Regions from separate parts of the Hordeum vulgare genome. Here region 1 is linked to region 2. The links are chromatin contacts, called in public Hi-C maps. All regions are on one chromosome and are shown on one strand. The core of a region is the stretch at or near the end of the contact, and the rest is flanking DNA. Distances in the headings are between cores, read along the strand shown. Region 1 holds the start of LOC123428553 (FT-interacting protein 4-like). Region 2 has its middle 21 kb from the start of LOC123428971.

Region 1 (5,927 bases), core at 2,791-5,290, 42 kb after region 2:
TGTATGTGTATAGCAAGGACCAACACACCCACCTTTTGTGCCTAATTAATCTACTCAGCTGCATCTGTCTATGGAGCTGGATCCTTCCAGAGACATGCTAATTCGAACAGGGATTAGGACAGGCCACTTTTAGAATGCTTCTAGTATATACACTTCACCTTGATGCTGGTTTCTGAATAAGATAAGGGAGTATGAATACCATGAATGAATATCTATCGTCTAGTAGCATGTGTCAAACAACGGTCGCCGGACATGGAATACAGTACAATAGTACATGAAGGCTTTATTTATTTATTCTCGTTAGCTTGGTCGAGCAACATTGATTCCGCACTCTACACGTATACGGTATATCCAAAGAAGACCAAGAACATGGACAAAAGTGAGAAAAGAATATGCACGCCGCACCGACAAAAGTATGCTGGTATGGAATGTAGTGGATCAAAAAATAATACTAATACTATGCTGGATGAAAACAATGCCGCATCTGCCGCTTTGTTCTCTTCCTGGTATGGAGTACTACTCAACTTTTGAATTATTGAGAGGAAGCTTCTGAATGTTCATCGTATCTACCCGCTCCAACTTTTCTTATTTTTATTTGTACGATTGTCTCATCACACAATAACAAAGTGATCGTTTTTGTTTCTATATGTATGTGTACCGGCAATTATAATTAATTTAGATTTAGATAAGTCTATGCTATAGGAGCATGTCCCCCTTGGCTGGGAGGCGCTTGTAGAAGTTGAATGGCACCGACGGCTGCTTGCTCCTGAAGCGTGGGTGGCGGAGCATGTACATCCCGGCGACGACGGCCACCACCTGGAACGGCGTGATGTATAGCACCACGGCCACGATGAGCGACAGCGTGATGAATATGGCCGTGGCCCGCGGGTCACGCCAGCTGAGCAGCGACTGCGCGCGCTCCCCCTGCATGGCCAGGTCGCCCACCACCGTCTGCACCCTGCCGGCGACGCTCCTCAGCCGGTCGTACCTCATCCTCACCACGTCGCTGGGCTTGCTCGTCGGGAACGTGTCGAACTCCTCGTCCAGCTCGTCCGGGTGCACCTGCTCCGCGTGCGACAGCACCGTGTCCATGTGCGGCGGCTTCCGAGGCCGCCGCCGGTAGTTCCACACCCCGATCATGAACAGGTACAGAAACACCGTCGGCAGGATCAGCTCCGGGTAGCACACCAGGATCAGGAACAGCACGTGCACCAGTACCGTCGTCAGCGGGTTCTTCCACTTGCAGATGCCGTCGAACCACTTGCCCACGGCCACCACGCCGGAGAAGAGCGACGTGATGCGGTAGAAGTTTGCCTTGCTCCGCCGCAGGCTGAACATGTGCGAGTCCACGTCCAGCATGTACTCCACCACCTCCCTGTGCAGCGGCGGCTCCGACCTGCCCAGCCGCGTCGCCACCATCTGCATCGCCTGGAACCGGAGGTAGTCCAGCTGCAGCACGGAGATGGGGTTGCTGTAGTGCATCTTCGGCAGCAGCGGCCGCCCGTACTGCGCCAGCATGTTCGCCCACGCCGTGCACGTGAACCGGACGGCGAGGTGCAGCTCCCCCGTCTTCTTCAGCCCGCCGGGGCTCAGCGCCATCAGCGGGTAGTAGTGGGTGTACACGCGGTCGCTCTCTAACGTCGCCAGCCTCACGCGCACCTTGCCGATCCTCTGGTCCTTTGCTCCTTCGCTATGGTGGACGTGGTTGTTGTCGAACACGGCGACGGTGATCACCGTGCTCAGGTCGAACACCTCCCAGGTGTACTGCTCGTTCCACGCCGGCGCCGCCGTGCCCAACAGCGTGCGCGTGCGCACCCACTTGGACCCGTACTTGGCCACGCAGTAGGGGTTCTTGCTGCCGCCCAGGCCGCGCGCGCTGAGGATGCCGACCTCTAGCACGCCGATGGCGCTCTTGCGGAGCTTCTTCGCCGCCGGCTGCAGGTCGCTGCTGTAGTGCGTCGACTCGTCCAGCACGTGGTACGCCGTCTCCAGGCTCATCTTCAGGTGGATCTTGCTGGCGAAGGTCTTGGAGTGCTCCCGGTGCTTGGTCCCCGTCGTCGCGTCCGCCGCCGCCTCGTCCACCGTCATGCCGCGCGACAGGTTGAACCACTTGGACGGCACCGACTTGGCCAGGTCGTTGCGCGGCACGTACGGCGCCGCCACGGGGATGATGATGCGGCCGATGGCCTCGTCGCGGCCGGCGGCCACCTTCTCCTCCACGGTCACCACCAGCGGGTCCTCGAACGGCTCGCTGGCCACGAACATGAACTCCTCGTTCCACGCCTGGTTCGCCGACCCCTGCGGCTGCCCCGGCCGCGTCCGCCTGATCTGGCTGCCCATCTGTATCTTGGCGATGGTGGGCGCGAGCGGCCGGCCCTTGTCGGCGGCGATGAGGTCCTGCGCCGCGATGACGGAGATCTTGAGGTAGATGAGCTTGGGAGAGTAATACACCTTGGAGCGCGTGTTAGTGAGCCCCTCCCTCGACAGCGAGTGCGCGTCCGAGTGCCACGCCTCCGGGAACGCCTCGTCGGCCTGCGTGCCGAGCCAGACGGCGAGCATGATCTCGCCCAGCGGGTGGCCGTGCCGGAACCGCTCGCCGTGGGCGTCGGCGAGGCTGTACCACTGCGGCGCGAGCGGGCTGTCCGGCGGGAGGCGGCTGGGGATGTCGGACATGTCGAAAACGACGCGGCCGACGAAGTCGTCGCGGAGCGTGTCCTTGTCCATGACGATGACCTCGAGCTGGCTGGCCTGGAGGTGGGCGCCGGAGAAGGCGAACGTCTGCCGCCACACCGGGTTTTGGTTCTTCTCCAGGTGCCGGGTGACGCCCTTGAAGTTGCCCAGCTTCACCTCCACGTACGGGTCCAGAGCGCCGGTGAGGTCCATGGAGGGAAGGTCGCGCGCCTTGACGACGGTCACGTACAGGTACGACATGGGCTCCACCATGTCGTAGGTGGACGCGATCTTGTTCGTCCCCGCGCGCGGCCCCATCTTGGCCGGCAGCGGGGGCTTCGTCTCCGTGAGGCCGTACTGCGAGCCCGGAGGCGGTGCCTGGGCAGGTCCTGCGGGCTTGGGCACGACCACCGTCTGCCCCGCCGGAGGGGCCGGCGCCGCCATGGCGTGGAGCGTGTGGCGCCGAGGCTCGTTGCCGCCGCCTGACGAGGCCGGAATGGAGCGGAACTCGCGTGTGTCGTGGCCGCTCTTCCCCTTAGTCTCCGCCGCCGGCCCCCCTGACCCTGATGCAACAGAAGCTCCTGCCGGCGCCTCGCCGCCGCCGGAGAAGACGTTCCTGACCATTCTCTCGGGGTCCAAGCTGGCGACAGCAGCGGGCTGGGAAGGCTGCTGCTGGTTCTGTTGCAGACCACCGCCAGTGTCCACCACCGGAGCAGCATGGTCCTGCGCCGCGACGCGATCGCCGTCCCGCGCGTCGGCGACGAGGTAGAGCCGGAGCGCGATGTCCCCGGAGACGCGGGAGAATAACCCCCTCTTATCGAGCGGGTAGCGCTGCACGACGGCGTCGTCGGGTGACCGCGCGACGGAGTCACCGGAGACGCGGACGCGGCCGAGGAAGGCGTGGGGGCGGAGCGCGTTGTGGTCGTTGAGGCTGCGGTCGTGCTGGACGGACACGTCGACGGTGAGGGCGGAGAGGCGTGCCGGGTCGCGGACGTCGAAGACGAGCGTCTCGTTCCAGTGCGGCGAGAGGTCGCCGGGGCGGGTGGCGGTGCGCTGGCGCTGCCCGTCGAACTCCACCTCCACGAAGGCGTTGCATGAGGCCGCGCCGTCCTTGGCGGACAGCTCCGCCGCGTCCGCGACCTCCACGGCCAGCTTCATCGTGGCTACGGTGGGTGGGTGGCTGGCTAGGTGCTGTAGGATGGCTGAGGTTCGGTGCGACGGCCGGCCATGGGTGCTCTGCTCCGGCTCGGTGGTTTGGTGTTCTGTTTCGGGAAAGAAGTGAAGAGGAAGGGCGCGTGTGTCGTAATAGTGTCCCTCTACTTATAATACCGATAATCTTGAGGGGTTGGTTGCCTTTTTCTTTTCTTTGGGCCTGGGCGGTGGTTTGTAAGATGGGCCCATGTGTCAGTCAGACGAGTGTCGACGATCGTCGGCGGGGTTTATTGGTTGGTCAGCTATTCATCCATTTCTAAATCATAGCTGCACTTTCTACCCATCTGTGTAGCAAGTCGTTTCATTGTGATAGCTGCATATGATTTTTAGGGGAAAGACACTTCATTTTACTAATCACTAACCAAGTTTTTGCTAAAAAAATACTACCAAGTTTACAGGGATAATGAGAGAATTATAGCTGTATATCCGGTCACTATATATGATGATAGTGACACTAAATCACCACCTTGGGACATCTCTAGCCCATCCCAAAAGTTAAATATGATGATACTTTTTTTTTTCAATTTGGGGAATTAAACGCCATCTAGCGCATCTTGTAAATGTTTAATTCCCCCCAAAATTAACTTGTCATTGCATGTAAATATGGGCTAAGAGAGGCTGCTCTCACTATAAACAAGGAAGAGCTCGCGCTTCCGTCGCCCCCGTCGTTACTGGTAAACCCGTGGCGCACCCTGTCGCCTCCTCTCTCACTCCTCCCGCCGTCTCCAAATAAAATCTAGCTTTTGTGTAAGGCTAGATCTCTCAAAACAAAACTTAAGGCTGGATATATATGTCATAACATTCCAATCTTTTTTATATTTTTGTGTTTATTAAATTATGCGAACTACGGGTGTCCTAAAGGAACCACCTTCGTCTTTAGAAATGGATGGTTTGGTGGGTTGAGAAGAGAAGAGGCGACTTTTGCGTCACTCTGTCATGCCATTCCTAAACTGTGTTCGATTGCAGATTCTTGGTGCGATGAGTGTGATCTTTCTTGGGAAGTATGTGCATGATTTCGTGATGTTTAGAATTATTCCTACTAGCCAGTGTTATATCCTATCTTTTCGGTTGGGTGACGTCAATTAGCCATTGTATCAATAATCAGTAATGGAACATTTACAAAAATTGAATAATAGAGCATGTACGTATCATCTATCCCCTCGGTGGATGGACATACCAAGTTATCATATGTGTAGCATGCATGGTCTTTGCCTGCTATTATAATCATCATGGGAGAAATTAACCGAGAATTCCCTAGAAAACGGGCTGGTGATAACTAGGGATTTCATGTCAAATGTAACACATCATATCAGTAATTATTAGAGATGTGGCCCTATCTCAACACAAATAATCTTCCAAACTCAAAAACTAAAAGTAAAATCATGTATTATATTGATCATAATAACTCATAGAAAGTTGGTTAATTCACCTCCAACTACTGTCACGAGCAGCGAAGGACTAAATACATTGTTGATAATATATGGAGTAGCACCAAGAAATTAAGTGCTAGCAATGCTCAACCGACACCTACAGTACCAAAAGGACCTTCTTCTGCTTCTTTTACTTCTTAAATACTCCTCGACCTTCTTGATTTCTTGTTTGCAATTAGTCACGCGTTCTTCAAATAGTTATATGAATTGATACAAAACAATAAAACAGTAGTCACATGCATACATATTTAATTACGTAGTTGTCCATGAATTGACCTACACACACTAGTGTTTTGGTATTTAAAATTTAGAAGGGATAGGTATTAGGCGCTGAAAATAATAGACATATTTTATTAACAAATCTAATCTCGTGGAAAATTCTTTGTTACTATGGCAACTATGTTATACATTGAATCGCACAGCAAGCATGATCAACCCTCCACAATTCTAAGTATGTCATGCACTGAATCTCCATAAAAAATAACCTTCTGTTTTTCTTGTGGCGTAACCAAATAACATCTAGCTTTTACATAGGACTCACACATATGTATGTTATAATCTTTTGTTTCTAAAATCATGCAAACTATAGTTGTCCAAAAGGAACTGCTTCTATTT
Region 2 (6,262 bases), core at 37-2,536:
TACCATCGAAGCGGAATACATTGTCGCCGGAGCTTGTGCGTAATTGTTTTGGATGACCCAAACTCTTAAGGACTATGGAATACATGTGAAACATGTTTCATTGTTTTGTGACAATGAAAGTGCTATTAAGATTGCACACAACTCTATGCAACACTCTTAAACTATGCATATCCAAGTTCGTCTTTATTTTATTCCTGATCATGTTGCAAAAGAAGATACAAGTCTCAAACATGTTCGTACTGATAAACAATTGGCCGATATTTTACCGACAAAATGTTCATGGATACGAAAAAATGCTGGTCAATAGATTTTTTTTATTGATTCAAAAAGTGCAGATTTAAAAAATGTCCGTGAATATTAAAAAAAGCACGTTTTCAGAAAATGTCCACAGGTTTAATTTTTTTAAGAATGAGAGAAAATAATGTAAAAACCCTGGAAAATCTGCAAACAAAAATGAAAAAAGGTAAAGAGAAAACCCGGATGAAGGTTCCAGAACCTTTCCAAATCAGGATGGAAAGTTCTGGAAACTTCCTATAATAGTTTAATGTTTGTCAGTATAACGCCCGCCAATGAGCTGGCCCATATGTTCGCTCGCAGCGAGCGATACATATCAGTTGTGTGAAAGAGTGAGCCTGCTTATGTGTTGGCAGCATTCAGAGATCGGGCCGGTTCATGGGTTAGATGGTTTGGACGCCCAGGCTCATCTCTGGAAATGGCCGAACGCAAGCCTGTTAGGCCCAACCAAATAATCTAATGTCACAATCCATTCTCTCCATTTTCTTAAAACAAGAAAAAAAAACCTTCTCACCCTAAATATGACAAATGAGTGGGTATAACAATTTAGAAAAAAGAAGCATAAGTGAACAGTACGTACAATATAGCATAATTGAACAATGTGCTTACTAGGAGGTGGTAGCTATTAGATTGCTCGTAGTAGTATATGTCGACATCGGTCTAGCCGGTGGCGCCATCAATTGGTGAACCCGCAATTGTTATATGGTATCACAATCGGTTTAGTAGTGATTGGAAATTTGGAATGCTGTTGCGAGGCATGATCGATTGCACCCAGCAGCGACGTATGTTTTTTTGTCCGCTGCAGTGCTCTCGCCTCATCTGGCTGAATCAATTGCTCTGTGTTGGTTGGAATGGATAGTTTGCCACCATCGCCGAATGAATGACATGCCGTATTTGGCCTCCCGTTGCATTTTTAAATCATGCACCAGTCCATGAGTTGAGACGTCGCTCTCCCCCCTACCGCTTGGATCCTTCCTTCCATGGTTACATAGTCATGGATGTATGGCTGCCCTGGTCCAGACGCAGGCTGGACCAACCATTAAGTGCACCAGCTAAGTAACTATAGCAAATTAGGAATATGAATGTTAGGAAATTAAATATGCTGATATGTTGGCTTTTGAACGTGCGTATGCAGCTGTACAGGCGTTGGTTGTGAAACCAAGCCGGAAGGTGCTACTTCATGAGGAAAACGTGACACCAAAGTCATCCGGTGATCAGAACGTGTCGTGGTATCTCGACACGGGTGCCAGTAACCACATGACGGGGTGCAAGGAGAAATTCCTCGAGCTGGAATACGATGTTGAAGGCTCGGTCAAGTTCGATGATGGTTCAGCTGTGGAGATTTGCGGGCAAGGATCTGTCCCCTTTGAGGGTCTCACAGGCGAACATCGCATACTCACCGGAGTGTACTACATCCCACGGCCGCGCAACAACATCATCTCTATTGGGAAGCTTGACGAGAATGGATGCAAGGTGGATATCGAGAACGGAGTGATGACGATCTTCGACAACCTCCGGAACGTGCTAACTCGTGTTAGTCGCACACGGAACAGGCTCTATATCCTCAACCTTGATCAATCTCAACCGGAGTGTTGGCTCGCCAAGAGTGATGATGATTCGTGGTTATGGCATGCTAGATTTGGACATGTTAACTTCTACGCCTTGAAGAAGATGTCAAAGATGGAGATGGTATCCGGGATGCCAGTTATCGACCATGTTGATCGAGTATGTGACGGGTGCTTGGTTGGAAAACAGCACCGCAAGCCGTTCCCTGCTCAGTCTACCTATCGTGCAAGTGATGCACTCGAGCTGCTCCATGGTGATCTATGTGGCCCTATCACCCCGGCAACTCACGAAGGAAAGAAGTACTTCTTCCTTGTGGTAGATGACTACTCGAGATATATGTGGGCCGTTCTCCTACGGTCTAAAGATGAGGCATTTGAAGCGTTCAAGAAGCTGAAGGCTGCAACAGAGATGGAACACAAGCTGAAGGTTCGCGCTCTACGGACAGATCGCGACGGAGAGTTTACGTCGAATGAGTTCAACGACTACTGCGAGAAGATTGGCATAAAGAGGTTCCTCACGGCACCTTACACGCCGCAGCAGAATGGGGTCGTTGAAAGGCGCAATCGAACCGTCGTTGACATGGCAAGGAGTTTACTCAAGAGCAAGAACCTGCCGGGGACTTTTTGGGGAGAAGCTGTCTCGACGGCGGTCTATCTTCTCAACCGGGCTCCAACGAAGGCGGTGATCGGCAAGACTCCGTATGAAGCAATTTACGGACGTAAGCCGAATGTGTCTCATCTACGGACGTTCGGGTGCGTGGCACATGTGAAGGCGGCGGAGCCGCACCTCTCAAAGCTTGCCGATCGTAGCACCAAGATGGTGTTCATCGGATACGAGAGCAGTTCTGGCACCAAGGCATACCGTTTCTACGATCCACAAACCAAACGTCTATGGATTTCACGCGACGTCGTGTTTGAAGAAAACCAAGCGTGGAATTGGAGCGCCGCAGCCGACGATGCTCCAAACAGTAACATATTTGCAGTTGAATTTCCAACTGATGATGATGCAGGGGAGGATGTCCAGGTGGTTGGCAAGACGCCCAACCAAGGTGACCACAATGATAGTGATCATCATGGTGCCGACACCGACAACGACGCACATAGGTCGCAAGGAGATAACGACAATGCCGCGCACGACACAGGCGGAGATCTCGACGACAACATCGACAACGAGGCGCATAGTGACGACGACAATCAAGATGATGGTCACGGTCACGACGACTACGCCGACGACACGGATGTCGATGACACACCAGGGTCTCAGCTGTCTTCCTCAAGTGCATCAACACCGACACAATTTGTGACGCCTCCTTCGCAAGCCACAACGGATTTCTCAGGGCCTCGTCGCTACAAGACACTCAAGAAAGTCTACAAGTACACAAAGCCAGTTACACTCGAGTACTCCGGACTATGTCTGTTCGGAGTTGAGGAGCCGGCGAACTTCGTAGAGGCGAGCAAAAGTCCTAGCTGGACGCACGCCATGGATGAGGAGATGAAGGCAATTGAGAGCAATGGCACGTGGACTTTGATAACCCAACCTCCAAACCAAAATACGATAGGTTTGAAGTGGGTTTACAAGTGAAAGAAGGACACGGAGGGTGCCATTGTGAAGTACAAGGCAAGACTCGTTGCAAAGGGCTACGTTCAACGTCAAGGAGTTGACTATGATGAGGTGTTTGCACCGGTTGCTCGAATCGAGACGGTGAGAGTGCTCCTAGCTTTGGCGGCACAAGAGGATTGAAAGGTTCATCATATGGATGTTAAATCCGCTTTCCTCAACGGCGATCTCACAGAAGAAGTGTACGTGGAACAACCCCTCGGCTACGAGAAGAAAGGCGAAGAAGGGAAAGTTTACAAGCTCAAGAAGGCACTTTATGGGTTGAAGCAAGCGCCAAGAGTTTGGAACTCAAAGTTAGACCGAAGTCTGGTCTCGCTCGGGTTCAAGACATGTCCCCTCGAGCACACAGTCTATACAAAGAACTCCAAAGGCTCAAACCTGCTAGTTGGAGTTTATGTCGACGATTTGATTATCACCGGAGATAGCGTACAAGAAATTGAACGTTTCAAGACGCAAATGAAGAACAAGTTTATCATGAGTGATCTGGGATTACTCAGCTATTACTTGGGCATCGAAGTGAAGCAAAGCTTCGGAGAGATTTCACTATGTCAATCGGCTTATGCGGTCAAGTTATTGGACAAGTGTGGCATGTCAGATTGCTGCGCGACACAAGTTCCAATGGACCAACGTCACAAGTTGAGCAAGCGTAGCTCAAATCCGCCGGTGGACACCACAATGTATCGAAGCGTTGTGGGCAACCTAAGATATTTGGTGCATACCCGACCTGACTTGGCTTATTCAGTCGGGATCGTGAGTCGTTTCATGGAGAATCCGGCAACCGAGCACATGAGCGCGGTCAATCAAATCTTGCGCTATGTGAAAGGCACCATTAATCTTGGTTGCACGTACAGAAAGGGAAATGAAGGATTGATCCTTCGTGGATATTCAGATAGTGACATGGCAGGTGATGTTGATGACCGAAAGAGCACAACGGGCATGGTTTTCTACCTTGGCCCGAATCCGATTAGCTGGAATTCTCAGAAGCAAAAGGTGGTGGCACTGTCTTCATGCGAGGCAGAATACATAGCGGCAAGCACGACGGCTTGTCAAGCAGTGTGGCTGAGAAGACTCCTAGCTATTCTTGCAAAGCGGGAGGTGCAGAAGGTGTCATTGAAGATTGACAACCAAGCTGCAATCTCATTATGCAAAAATCCGGTTCATCACGAAAGGAGCAAGCACATAGATACCCGGTTCCACCATATCCGGGAGTGCATTGAAGAAGGGTTGATCGAGGTTCAACATGTGAACACGAAAGACCAACTTGCCGATATTTTCACCAAGTCCCTCAGTCGACAGAAGTTCATCGAGATGAGGAGGAAAGTCGGAGTGCAAGAAGTGAAGTCAAGCAACAAGATTAAGGAGGTGAATGTAGAAGTTAATCATGTTGTTTCTTTAGGATTAGGAAAGAAAGCCAAACCGAGTCCTAGTAGTATTAGGATTCCTAGTCCTAGTCTATTTCCATAGTCCCTTGTGGACGTGTATAAAAGACACCCTAGGGGTGTTGATTGTAACACCAGAAAAACGAAAAGCAATACAAAGCAAAGGCTCGACACGGACCTTTAGCCATCAAATCCATCGATCAGTTTTATTCGTGTCGCTAGTTACGCAAGTTCCGTCAAGTAGCCGGCCGAAGCAAGAATCGCGTAGGCACGCTTGTACAGCTGCATACGCACGTTCAAAAGCCAACATGATCTCGTACTGTTTGGGTGCAAGAATTTAGGTTGTTGTGAATATTTAAAGTAAATAATATTGTGAAAAGCTTTGTAGTTGCTAGTAGCGAGTAGTTGATTGAACGCTCTATAGGGCGTGGTGGTAGGCTAGACTGGTAGGAAACGGGTCGTCATGCTAAAGTCACTTTAACTTTTTTATTTTTAGGTTTTATTTATATTTTCAGTGCATATATATTTCAAAAAAATAAACTTACAAAAGAAATTGAAACTGCAAATTCGAAAAAATGTTAATACATCATAAAAGATTGTTATTGCTGTTTAAGAAAATATTGTCATTTTTATTTTTTTGTCACATTTGTTTCCACGCGTTTCAAAGACTGTATATGTTTCATAATATGTGTATATAATGTAAAAAAATGTTTCCATAATGTAATATAAATATGTTTGGTACCACTAGAAAAAATGTACATGACATCTTACAAAAATATTACAACATTTCAAAAGAACAAATGTTCATGACATTTTAAAAAGGTTATTCACAATTTAAAAAATATATTTGCATAGCTTTAAAAATGTTTATGTCCATAGAAAATTATGCATTACCATTTGAAGAAGCAATCATGTGTTTAATAAAAACCGTAAAATTGTAAAACTTGTTTGTAAAATGCACTGTTTAAGAATTCATCCGATTAACCAGTTAACTTGCCGGTTAATCCCTACTCGTAGGGTCACCGAGTAGCCGATTAACTGATAAATCATCTGATTAATGGATTAAATGAACGATTAACTTGTTGATTAGCCTATTAGTCCCCTACTCACGAGCCAACCGAGCAATTACCAGTTAACGATTTCCTCAACAATGGTAAAATGTAAGGAATTTTTTGATGGTGTTGAAAAAATGTTTATTACCATTAAGAAAATGTACAATGTGTATTTGCCAAGTGGTATTTGGAAAAAAAATTCAGGGCATTTATATTGAAAAATATACGTCATGTATTTGAAAAATATCCAACGTGTACCAGAAAAATCGTTTAGTGTGCTCTAAGATATACATTGTGTACTTAGAAAAGTAGACTTGTGTTGGAAAAAGAAAATATATAAAAGAACTAAATAGA

Evidence for each region. Hi-C and Micro-C count contacts between places; a contact is called where the count stands out from the background.
Region 1: a contact with region 2 is called in a Hi-C map of leaf, with 2.4 times the contacts expected there. The contact joins the promoter of LOC123428553 here to the enhancer-like site in region 2. A contact is called at or near these places in 3 of 6 Hi-C or Micro-C datasets (leaf and seedling).

The regions. Positions count from the first base shown.
Region 1 is chr2H:662,072,783-662,078,709 of MorexV3_pseudomolecules_assembly, forward strand. It overlaps LOC123428553 (FT-interacting protein 4-like), which reads right to left and starts at 4,041. Exons shown (of 1, transcript XM_045112774.1): 1 at 259-4,041. The coding sequence starts at 3,828. The coding sequence ends at 697.
Region 2 is chr2H:662,033,150-662,039,411 of MorexV3_pseudomolecules_assembly, forward strand. No RefSeq gene overlaps it. Among protein-coding and RNA genes, the nearest start is that of LOC123428971, 21 kb to the left of the region's middle. Within about 2 kb of position 1,287, at least 3 of the 3 cell types and tissues checked have open chromatin away from gene starts, as enhancers often do. A contact at or near this core is called in leaf and seedling, where this site is marked.